3 separate regions of the Mus musculus genome follow, and all the other regions are linked to region 3. A link is a contact called in public promoter capture Hi-C data. All regions are on one chromosome and are shown on one strand. The core of a region is the stretch at or near the end of the contact, and the rest is flanking DNA. Distances in the headings are between cores, read along the strand shown. Region 1 holds the start of S1pr1 (sphingosine-1-phosphate receptor 1). Region 2 has its middle 32 kb from the start of S1pr1. Region 3 holds the start of Rnpc3 (RNA-binding region (RNP1, RRM) containing 3).

Evidence for each region. Promoter capture Hi-C pulls out the DNA fragments that hold promoters and counts their contacts.
Region 1: a promoter capture Hi-C map of hippocampal neurons shows a contact between it and region 3, with 7 times the contacts expected there. The contact joins the promoter of S1pr1 here to the promoter of Rnpc3 in region 3. A contact is called at or near these places in 11 of 39 promoter capture datasets (the 3T3-L1 cell line, the C10 cell line, the HPC-7 cell line and 9 more), 1 of 484 Hi-C or Micro-C datasets (uterus), 6 of 115 datasets of contacts at active chromatin or transcription factors (astrocytes, bone marrow-derived dendritic cells, embryonic forebrain and 3 more) and 1 of 9 other capture datasets (embryonic stem cells).
Region 2: a promoter capture Hi-C map of pre-B cells shows a contact between it and region 3, with 4 times the contacts expected there. The contact joins the enhancer-like site here to the promoter of Rnpc3 in region 3. A contact is called at or near these places in 7 of 39 promoter capture datasets (the 3T3-L1 cell line, the C10 cell line, cranial neural crest and 4 more), 2 of 115 datasets of contacts at active chromatin or transcription factors (embryonic stem cells and stem cell-derived neural progenitor cells) and 1 of 9 other capture datasets (embryonic stem cells).

What each region holds. Positions count from the first base shown.
Region 1 is chr3:115,712,738-115,716,475 of GRCm38.p6, reverse strand. It overlaps S1pr1 (sphingosine-1-phosphate receptor 1), which reads left to right and starts at 1,421. Exons shown (of 2, transcript NM_007901.5): 1 at 1,421-1,767; 2 at 3,362-3,738. The coding sequence starts at 3,533.
Region 2 is chr3:115,681,480-115,685,404 of GRCm38.p6, reverse strand. No RefSeq gene overlaps it. Among named protein-coding and RNA genes, the nearest start is that of S1pr1, 32 kb to the left of the region's middle. Within about 2 kb of position 2,589, at least 115 of the 459 cell types and tissues checked have an H3K27ac peak or open chromatin away from gene starts, as enhancers often do. A contact at or near this core is called in pre-B cells, where this site is marked.
Region 3 is chr3:113,628,078-113,631,967 of GRCm38.p6, reverse strand. Rnpc3 (RNA-binding region (RNP1, RRM) containing 3) reads left to right here and starts at 1,819. Exons shown (of 15, transcript NM_001038696.1): 1 at 1,819-2,105; 2 at 3,576-3,623. The coding sequence starts at 1,914. It also overlaps the pseudogene Gm17954.

The DNA.
Region 1 (3,738 bases), core at 172-2,671, 2.1 Mb before region 3:
GCTTCATGGGACAGTGGCCATCACATCTTGGGACAACAAAGTGCACAGTTCCCCTTTAAAGACCTCATAAATTGTTAGTGGGAGAAGGGGAAGCTAACTCCTTGCCTCTGCAGCACTGCGATAGACAGAAGTTATCTCCTCTTTCAAATGAAACCAGTCTCAAACTCTGTCTTTTCTGGAGGAGACTGGACGGCTGTTATCTTGGTTTCCATATTGTTTTGCAAGATCTGTAGTTTGTGGGTAGGTAAGGTAGGAAACTGTCAATGAGTGCTTCTAGGCAAATATGAATTAACAGCTACTTTTTTTTTTTTTTTGCAAGCTCATAAAATCCCAGAAGGTAGGGGTCTGTTGTTTGTTTCTTCTGTCTCTCTTGAGTCATTCAGGTACAGGGTGTGTCTGTTAATTGAAACTGCACAGCAGAGGAAGTTTTGTGATCACATCTGCTCAGGGTGGGAAGGCAGTGAGAACAGGGGACTTGGGTGGAACCACTTTTTAACAGAAGGACAGACAGACAAGGCATAAAGGCCTCCATCTGCTACTCAGACAAATCTGACCAAGGCCTCTTCAGCCTCAATCTAGCATTATCTAACAGTAGAAAAATGTGGACAAGGTGCAATTCCTTAGATTTGGGGATCTCTTAGTTATCTCTACGTAGACAGGGAGAGAAGAGGGGTCCAGCTTTAGGCAGGGGGCTGTAGGCACTGGCCAGTGAAAGGACAGGCAACCTCTTTCCCCTGTGGACATTCCTGAACTGCTGCTGGATTGTTTAAATCTCTGAGGCCAGGGCAGCAGCCCACCTCCTCAAAGGCCTCTGAGCTTCCCAGAATCTGGGGCACACCGCCTGGCTTTGCGGTCAGCTGAGAGAGGGGAACCCCCGGTCCAACATCAAGCACAGCACTGGCCCACTTCACCGTGCACCCGGGGAAAGCCACTTTCTGCCCACCAGACCGCAAGTTTCAAGGCTTCACCAGGATCGGAGTGGAGGGGGTGGAGGAAGAGGAGGTGGAGGACAGAAGCTTTTCAGTACTTCGGGGCTGCTCTCCTCCGACCTTCTCAGGATCCCCTCTCTGCGGCGTGGCTGCGGCTCTCCGGGCAGTGGCTCGGGTTTCCCCTGACCGCGTGGAAGTGGCCCCCAGGGCACCGGACCACTCGGGCTACACGGATCCTCAGGGCTGTGGGGTCTGGGACCAGAAAGCTCCTCTACCAAGTGCAGGCTTGTCCTCTGTCCTCTAAGATTTTTAACGAAGAAAAGTTTTCCCAGGGATCCCCATGCCTAGTTTCAGAGTCCGTCCCGCGCTGGGGACTGCGGGAAGCTGTGTGAATTAGAATTTAGGAGCTGCCAGGCTCCGCCCCTTCTCTTCCCTTCTCTCTGCTGGTTGGGGCGGAGGGGCTCCTATTCATTTGGTTTTATTTTAGTCACTCTGCCCCAGATCTTTCTGGGAGGCTGCTTCTTAGCAGCCCAGACCCTGAGGGGCCCCCTGCCGCTGGCAGAGGGCGGAGGAGTTAAAAGCATTAACCCCTCCCAGTCCCTTCCTAGAGGAGCCACCCAGCCTCGGCGGGGCGCTCAGAGACTTCGTCTTGCAAAAGTGGTGCGGGCAGCGCAGGCAGGGCTGGCCATTGGAGTGCACCGCTGAGGAGGGAGGGGACCCCAGCTCAGGGAACTTTGCGAGTGAGCTGGTCGCCGTCAGTCGCCGACAGCAGCAAGATGCGGATCGCGCGGTGTAGACCCAGAGTCCTGCGGACGCAGCTTCGTCCGGCTTGAGCGAGGTAGGGGGTTGTGAGCCTCGCAGGCTCCGGCTATGGGGCGTCCAGGTGTCAAGAACGAACCTTTAAACACAAACGAAACAAACAAAAACTTTGAGAAAAAACAAAGCAAAACGAACCCGGGCATCACCAAGATGCTATGGAGTCCTTCTTGACTGACTTCTTCTTGGGGCACGGAGTTTATGAAGTTAGAAAAAAAAAAAGATTAATTTCCAAATTATAGAAACGACTGGGGGAGGGCATGCTAGAGAAGCTGTGATTCATTAGAACGGAGAAAAGGGAAGACGCTTATTATTATTATTTTTTTTTTTTTGAAATCCTGTAGACAAAATTATCAGGCACCACGCCAATAATTTCCATTGCCTGAGAATGGACTGTAGCGATAAGAGTGGAGAAATGTTGAGTTTCGTAAGCTTTTGTCACAGAAATGACTACAATGTCTCTAGGGTCCCCTCCCCCCTCATTTGTTATAGAGTTGATCAATTACTGTGCAGACTTTAGAGTACTTATTTAGTGCTGTGTGTCCAACTTAAGTAGTGCTGTGTGCCCTTTAGGGATTGCTAGTTCTGTTGAGAGGAGGCAATGTTGGGGGTGTGGGGAGCGGAGGAAGTTAAAAGTGCCCATGCAAACTTAGCAGTATGTGTTTCTGGAAATTAATGTACCTGAAGTTAAAACAAAGTGGCGTGCTTCGTTATCGCTAGCAGGGTGACTTTCGTGTGTGTGTGTGTGCAAGTAAGCGTTGGCTAAAGTTAAAACTTTCTTAAGCAATCAGTTCATGGAGAAACGTCTAGGATTTGCTGCAATCTCTTAGGAGGGGTTCTCCGTGAATACCTTTAAACGTAATAAATGAACTTGTGGGGCGGTTGGGTGAGGCGGAGGAGTAAAGACAGAAGTTTTAAAAAGAAGAATAGGCAGTTGCTTCACGGAGGCGCCAAGCTTTCCTGTTTACTTCAAGGCCTGGCGGCCCACACCACACCTCGCTTTACCCTCTGACCATCGGACCCTCAGCACACCTGCTCCTAGGGAGTTATTAATAGAGCCCAGAAAACGGCTTACTTGTCAAATGACCTCCTACAAAGCTACTTTTTTTTTGGCATGGTAATGAGAAGGTGGGCTGGTCTCTTCGAGGTGTGTGTGTGTGTGTGTGTGTGTGTGTGTGTTGGGGTATGCATGTCTGCCCTGCACCCAGAATGGGCAGTTGGTGCCTTCTGTGAGCAAGCAGTCGATTTTCGCTTGAAGGAATCTCAGGGCTGGACACTGAACGTGGCAATGCCAGTGGAAATGGCGTGGGCTCGAAAACTAGAATGGGTGGCTCTCATTTCCATCTTGGTGGATTTAGTGACCCAAGGGAAGGTTTTGTCTCCTCAGAGTCTGGGTAAATTGTTTTTTCTACCTCTCTTTCTAACTTCATTTCTCTTTTGTTTGTTTATTTTTGTTTTGTTAATAGAAATGACCATTTGAGTTAAAAAAAATCCTCCCTGTGTCCTGTATCCTTAAAACAAATCATCAACAAAGTTGGAGCAATGCCTTGGCTAGAATGAATTATGCTAGTGTGCTGGGCATTTTCCCTGATTCTTTTCTTTGTAACTTGTTTAAGGCTGCTGTTTCTCGGAGGCCTCTCCAGCCAAGGAAAAGCTCCATAAAAGAAAAAAGCATTGGATTGCTCGCTGACCTGGCTTTGCTGTAACTGAAGGCTCACTCAACCTCGCCCTCTAGCGTTTGCCTGGAGAAATACCACCCCAGGCTCCTGGGGACACAATTAGCAGCTATGGTGTCCACTAGCATCCCGGAGGTTAAAGCTCTCCGCAGCTCAGTCTCTGACTATGGGAACTATGATATCATAGTCCGGCATTACAACTACACAGGCAAGTTGAACATCGGGGCGGAGAAGGACCATGGCATTAAACTGACTTCAGTGGTGTTCATTCTCATCTGCTGCTTCATCATCCTAGAGAATATATTTGTCTTGCTAAC
Region 2 (3,925 bases), core at 1,340-3,839, 2.1 Mb before region 3:
ATAAAAAAGAGAAAGATAAGGCTGCGTCCTTGCATGAGGAGCTGTCAAGTGCAAAAGGAGACAACACAAGTGTGGAGGCCACATTAGCTTTCCTTCCAATAAACTGCAGGCAGGCAGGCCCACGCTGGCAGAGCTCCTGGTATCAATCCGTTAGAGAAAGCTTATGGTCAAAGTTCCAGTTGCTGATGCAGTGGCAGGTTGTGAAGAGCCAGAGAGACCCTTCTTACAGACAACAGAAATTAGATTACACTGATACATAGTGCCAAACTCATGAAACATGCTGTTGACATACAAGGAGTCCTAGAAATGACCAAGGTCTCTAGGACATTTGAAGTTCAGTAGAAAGTAGTAGTGAGTGTTGCAAATGGCACAGAAAATTCTCCTAGTCAGGCAAGAGCAGGGTAACAGAAACTGGCAGACTCCATGTCTGATCCAGGTCACAGGCTACAAGTGAGGAGGAAGAGGAGAGAAGAAGACCTTACCAGAAACCTGGTTTTGATTCTAAAAAAAAAAAAAAAAGACAACTTTACATTTTTGTTCATAAAATATACAGGGTATATAGAGCCAGAGAGCTTGCTAAGTGGGTGAAGGCACTTAGCACACCTACCTGATGTTCTAAGTTCAACTCCCGGAACCCGTGGATGGGTAGAAGGAGAAAGAATTGAGTCCTACAAATTGTCCCTGGCCCTCCGCATGTGCACTCTTGCAGGAACTGGCATATATGCATTGCACACACATTAGAGTAATAAATAAACGTTTGAAAAATAAGGCGTATAGAACAAGCAGCTGCTGCATGTGGTGACATATGCCTGTAATCCCTGCACTCAGGAGCCAGAGACAGGAGGATCCAGGCATGTTTCAGGCCAGCCTGATCTCCTGTCTCAAACAAGAAGAGAAGCAAGCAGGTCAGGGATACAGCTCAGCCATTAGACGGCTTACCTGGTGTCTTAGTTAGGGTTTTACTGCTGTGAACAGACACCATGACCAAGGCAAGTCTTATAAAAAACAACATTTACTTGGGGCTGGCTTACAGGTTCAGAGGTTCAGTCCATTATCATCAAGGTGGGAGCATGGCAGTATCCAGGCAGGCATGTCGCAGGCAGAGCTGAGAGTTTTACATCTTCATCCAAAGGCTGCTAGTAGAAGACTGACTTTCCAGGCAACTAGGGTGAGGGTCTTAAGCCCACACCCACAGTGACACACCTATTCCAACCAGGACACACCTATTCGAACAAGGCCACACCTCCAAATGGTGCCACTCCCTGGTCCAAGAATATACAAACCATCACACCTGGTATCTACAAAATTCTGAATTCAATTCTTACCTCCACATAAGCTAGGCTTGGTTGTCAAACACCTAATTCTTAGCACTCTGGAGGTAGAGGCAATAAAAACCCAATTACTGCTACAATTTAAAATTAACAACTCGGGGCTAGAGAGATGGCTCAGTAGTTAAGAGAACTGACTGTTCTTCCAGTGGTCCTGAGTTCAAATCCCAGCAACCACATGGTGGCTCACAAGCATCTATAATGGGATTTGATGCACTTTTCTAGTGTGTGTCTGAAGATAACTACAGTGTAGTTACATATAATAAATAAATAAATAAATAAATCTAAAATTAACAACTCAATCTTTATTTTCAACACCAGAGCTCACATTATAAACGACATGCAATAAACTCTTTGCAAAAGTTGGCCATTTAAAAGTTAGGGTAGTTGTTACTGTATGTCTGTTTCTCTTAAGCCAGTTTCTTGTATTTCAGGCTAACCCCAAATAGCCTATGTAGTTGAGGATAGCCTTGAACTTCTGATCTCCCTGCTTTTACCTTGCTGGTTTATAAACTATTCGGAACTGGACTCAAGGCATAAAACAGGTCAGGCAAGTAGAATATCAACTGAGTCACATCCCTTTCTTTGAGACAGGTTCTTCCCATGTTGCCTAAGCTGGTCTGCAACTCATGATCTCCCTCCTTCGGCCTCTCAATTGCTGAGATTGTAACAGTGCACCACCATATCTGAATGCACATGTACATTATACAGACATGCACACAAACGTATTCATACTTTAAAGTATTACTTTAAGTTTTTAACGTTTTTTTTTGAGACAGCCTCCTACAGCTCAGCATGTACACTTACCTCCTCTTTAAATGCAGTGAAATTCCCTTTAGCTAGTAATGAAATTATAAAGACAGCAGAGGCTAATGGGGAAAGAAGTGTAGCAGAGAGCAGAGGTACATGTATAAGAACTAAAGAAATGAAGGCTTATTTTGAGCCCAGAAAGGAGAGATGAGCCTCTCCCTTCCTTGCTACCTGACCCCACCCTCTTCCCCTTTTCCTCCCTCCCCCCCTGCCCTTCCCCACCCTTGCTGACTCTCCAGATGTGCCTCCACTGAAGGGAGACAGGATTTCCTGATTATAATGAGGAAACACAGCTGATCACGCACACCAGTGCGCTCAGATCGAGATCTGACCCCCTTTGACCTTTTGCCCCATCCCCTGTTTACCAGTTTGAAGGCTGACACACGTGACTGTCAATGGAAGAAAAAGACAGCGAGGAGCCACAACAACTGTGCCAAGCGGTGGTTGTCAGCTTGGCAGAGCCCCACCTTGTCTCTTCCTGTGTATGAGACGAGATGAGAACCGGGTTGGTGCCCTGATGGTTTGGGGTGGAAATAGATCTGCAATGCTACAAACAGCCGCTTACTAAACTCTAGGCACCACTTCTCTTCTAAACTCTTCTAAACTCTAGGCACCACTTCTCTTCTGAAGTGGGACCTTTTTTGGCCCTCAGTCTGGCCTCAAACTCTTAGGCTCACATGAGAGTCGCAGGCTCTCAACTAACTGAGACTACAAGCATGCACCCCCTGGCACCCTACTTCCTCTTTTCCCTACTGTCTGCATTTTCTTCTTAGTAATCACATTCATATCCATGCTTTGAATTACCATCTATGAGCTGAATGCTCCTGGTGGTGACCCCGCATATCACCCAGACGTTCTTTTCAGTATGAGGTGTGCATCTCCCAACTGCTGGAGGGGTTCATCATTCGCAGCTTACAGCGACTCTTCCTTTCTTCCCTCTCTTTTCTTCTTTTCCTTCCTTTCCTTTCCTTTCCTTTCCTTTCCTTTCCTTTCCTTTCCTTTCCTTTCCTTTCCTTTCCTTTCCTTTCCTTTCCTTTCCTTTCCTTTCCTTCCTCTCCTTCCTGCTTCTTCTTTCCTTCTTTTCCTACCCTCTCTTTCGCCTCTTCTCTTCCCTTTTCCTCCCTATCTCCCTCTCCCACTTCATTTCTTTTCTCTTTTCCCATTTCGTTAGCTTGCTTTTTTTGTTGTTTGTTTGTTTTTGTTTTGTTTTATTTTGTTTCTAGTACTGAGAATGGAACCTAGGGCCTCTCACATGCTAGGCAAACACTCTGACACTGAGTGACATCCCCAGCTTTTGTTTTCTGAAAGACAGGTCATCACTAGGTAGCCAAGATCAACCTCAAACTCGCAATGCTTCCACCTCAGCCTGAGAGCTGGGATATTGGGAAGGTACCATCAACCCCAGCCCATTCTCCTCCTATATCACATTTCTTCACCAAGAGCAGCCTGCATCTAATGCTGGTAGAAAGAAGACTCAGGATTTGATAGTTCAGGACAATTCTGAGAGGCCATGCTGGTGCCAAAGATCCATGTAGGACTGGCTGGCATCTCTGTGATACCACCACCATAATCCACCTTCTCCCTCTGCCCAGTCTTGCTTCTTTCTCCCTTCTAGACATTTTCTCCAGGGACATTACAGTGCTTGACACAGTAACAACATCCAGATACCACTTCAGGAACAAAGAACTAATGATCATGGCTTCCAGGATCCTGGGTTAGTGTACTCAGACAGCCCTTTCAGGGATGCTTACATTCAATGACTAGCCAAATGAGACCCATAGGCTCCA
Region 3 (3,890 bases), core at 570-3,069:
TGAACTGTCAAAATACAGGTGAAAGTTGGCCTCACCAATTATGCTGTAGCCTAGTATACTGGCCTGCTGCTGGCCCACAGGCTTTGCAATAGGTTTGGAATGTACAAGATCTATGAAGGTCAGGTGGAGGTGACTAAAGATGAATACAATGTGGAAAGCATTGATAAGACTATCAATGCTTGGCACCTGCACTTGGTATTTGGATGCAGGTCTTGCCCAAATTACAGTGGTACCCTGAAGGGAGATGTGAATGGAGGCTTGTCTATCCCTCATAGACCTAAACAATTCCCTGGTTTTTATTTTGAAAGCAAGGATTTCAATGCAGATGTACATCAGAAGCACATCATGGGTCAAAATGTTGCAGAAGAAATATTGGGTTGCTCAGAAGAAGGGCACACTTCCTCACAGCTCAGAAATGAGCTGCTGAGAGCTAAAGCAAGTTTCTATTAAGCTTTTTTTTTTTTAAATAAAGACAATAAACTTATTGACCAAGGCACAAAAACTGATGCACTTTCTTAAGAGCTTATGATAGATATTTGCTCCCATAAATACTGTACTGGTGTGTGGAGGGGAGGCATATTGTTTTATAGCCTCACACTTGTGAACTAATAATTTGATGTGAAACGGAACTAGATTTCCTCTGAGTGCTCCCCACTTTTTCTTTTCTTTCTTCCTTTCCTTTGTGTCTTTACATAGCTCTGGTTGTCCTGGAACTCAGTGTCACCCACGCTGGCCTCAAAATCACTTGAGATGCATCTGTCTCTGCCTCTTGGGAACTTAGAATGAAAGGTGTGTGCCACCATGCCCGGTTTCTGCTATATTACTCATAGTGAAATCAAAGAGATTTTTAAACGTAAAATTTAACTATTCCTTCCACACACTCTTAAGTCTGTCGGCTTCTGTTCCCATGAGCAAGGTTCCTAACAAACCTCTAAGGTTCACAAGATCTGTCTCTAGTCACTCAATATTTTGGTAATTTATCTCCCCATGCAATGCTTCCTCAAAGCGGATCTTTGAAGTACTGTGTACTAACTGGCTCATATCCATCAAGCAAATTAGAAGTAAAAGACACCCTAGGACTACGGAGTGAGCATACACATCTTGATTAATCTGTAAGGGATATTACTTTAGACCACCAGGGCCGAATCTTAGTCACAACAGTGTAGACTCCAACTTGGGTGCAAGGGCTCAGATCTCACCTATTGGTTAGCAATGAGTCTTAATCTACGTCAGTACTCTCAGTCGTGAGGTGGTGAGAAGAGAACTTACATCCATGAATACGTACGCTAACACATTTTTAGGTATTTACTCATGGAAGAAGCCAATTTTGTTTAATAAACAAACCGTGGCGAGAACTTTCAGCCTGTATTTGCCGACTGATAACGGCGTGCTCTCTCGCCTGCACTGTTGAATCTGAGGCTGGAGACTTGTGTTTCACCAGTCCTAAATGCTAGGAACACACTTGACATTTCCCGAGCGTTCTCCATTCACCAGCCAGATTCACTTTCTGAAAAATCTGGATTAAGAGCCCAGGGAGCAACAGCCCTTGCACGGTTCCTTCAGTACTTGATCCCTGGGATTACAGTATTTTTCTTTTGCATGACTGACGTTCTTCGATGAGATTGCTGTCCTTCTAACAGTGGCGTCTCTTTCAGTCTTTATTTTATTACAACCTCTCATTAAACTTAAAGCACGACTCCTAGGCGCTCTCCCCCGCAACAGTCCCGAAAAGAGAAGAGCGACTCTCCCGGAGGCCATTCTCGCGAGGAGTTCTCCTCTCGCGGGATTTCCCTGCGTCCAGAATCCTTAGCGCGAAGCGGAAACTATCTTCCGCTCAGCCTCGGTGACTGCGGGAGTTCGGCCGGAAGCTTGCGCGGAGGTTCCGTCTCTGGCCGCTTCTGCAGGGAAGCTAGATGGCGGGGCCTGAGCCGCCGATGCCGCTGTCCCGAGGCGGCCCAGGCTCCGCTTCGCTTTCTCCGCCCCGGGGAGACCGCACCCTCCTCGTCAGGCACCTGCCGGCCGAGCTGACGGCTGAGGAGAAGGAGGACTTACTGAAGTACTTCGGGGCGCAGTCGGTGCGCGTCCTGTCAGATAAGGGGCGCCTGGTAAGCGTGCGCAGCGGGCGGGGCGGGGCGGGGCGGGGCGGGGCGGAGCCGGGCCGCTAGGACCGGGAGAAACAGGACTAGGCTCGCGGTCTGCGCCTGCGCAGCTTGCCTACCAGAGAGGCGAGCATGGAATTGAACCTTGAGCCAGTTAGATTAAGGCTGAGCCACGCAGGGACTGTGTAGAGGTTTCTACCGGCGAGCGCACCCGCCCGGTCGAATTCAAAACTAGCCTAGACTTGAAAATACTGTTTCTGTTAGATTCTCATAGTCGTATGCAAGGTTTTTGGTTTTGTATTTTTATTTTAAAAAATTGCTTTTAAATCCTGGGTTGTAGAGCAGGATATACATAATAGCAAAAATTTGAGTGTAATAGACTTAATAGATTAACAAAATGCAAATACAAATATCCCTTAATTCAATCTAAATACAGTAGGCTCTCCTTGAATCAGATTGGACAAATTCAGAGTTCTAATAAACAACTCAAACTTACCAGTAATATAATTTGTTCACCTTTTTCAGGATGGTATTCAAAATAGAATTCAAATGAGAAAATTAGACTTATTACTGAAATTATAGAAACAAAGCAAAAAGAGACAATGCACCTTGAGGGGTGATTTCACTGTTAGTAAATGATTTTAAATTTTATCTTGTATAGACTGAAAAGACTTTTGAGTGAGATGAAAAAGGGTATTCCATATGTATAAATTTTTCATTTTAATAATGAATCAAGCTTCTCCATGCATCACTTTTGTGTGGACATGAAACTCACAGTCTAGAAAGGCTATGCTGAGGGTTTTTTTTTTTTTTAAGGTTTTATTTATTTATTATATGTAAGTACAGTGTGGCTATCTTCAGATCTCATTATGGGTGGTTGTGAGCCAACTTGTGGTTGCTGGGATTTGAACTCAGGACCTCTGGAAGAGCAGTCAGTTCTCTCACCCGCTGAGCCATCTCACCAGCCCTAAATGTTTTAAGAGTGATCTTTTTTGGAAAGAGGAGATGCTTTAAGATTTATTATACTTTTAATTATGTTGTACATTTGTGTATATTTTGGGGGTTTGTAGGAGTACAGGTGGTTATGAAGTTGCTGAACATGGACATTGGGACATCTTCCCAATGATGCCCTTGGTAAGAGCCCTACTGACTTTTACCACTGTCCCATCTCTCTGGTCCCCAGGAGTAGAGAGTTTTTTTAAAAATTGTGGTCTGTTGAACTCTTTGCTATTATAAAATATATTGTGTTTGTCCTTATTCATTTATGTTGAGAGGCAAAGCTGAAGAGCGTGCAAGTCCAAGAAGTCTGACCCTAGAAGATTCGGAACCTCTAGACTGAAACTAGTGATCAGTTAAATAGTCTAAAATTTCCATCCTTTCCGATACTTTCATTAATATATTGCATGTTTTTAAAATGTTACTTTTTATTAGACTTTTGAAACACTGGAAATAATATGTGCCTTAATTTTATTTCAGAAACACACAGCATTTGCTACTTTCCCTAATGAAAAAGCAGCAATAAAGGTATGTCTTTTTCTTTATTGTTAAAGTTTTCAGAGATTTCTTATCCAATCTTAGGACAAAAGTGACAAGTAATAATAAACTGTCCTTTTTAAAAGCAAAATCATTTGTGTCCCAAGAGTTTTCCCAAAAGGTCACAATTGGCTTGACAGATATCAGAGCTTCTCCAGTGCTTAGATACTGAGACTTGAGAACCGTAGATTATTAAGTAAGAGAAGGATTCTAGTATAATTTAAAAAAAATTATAAAGCATATTAGATAAACATATCT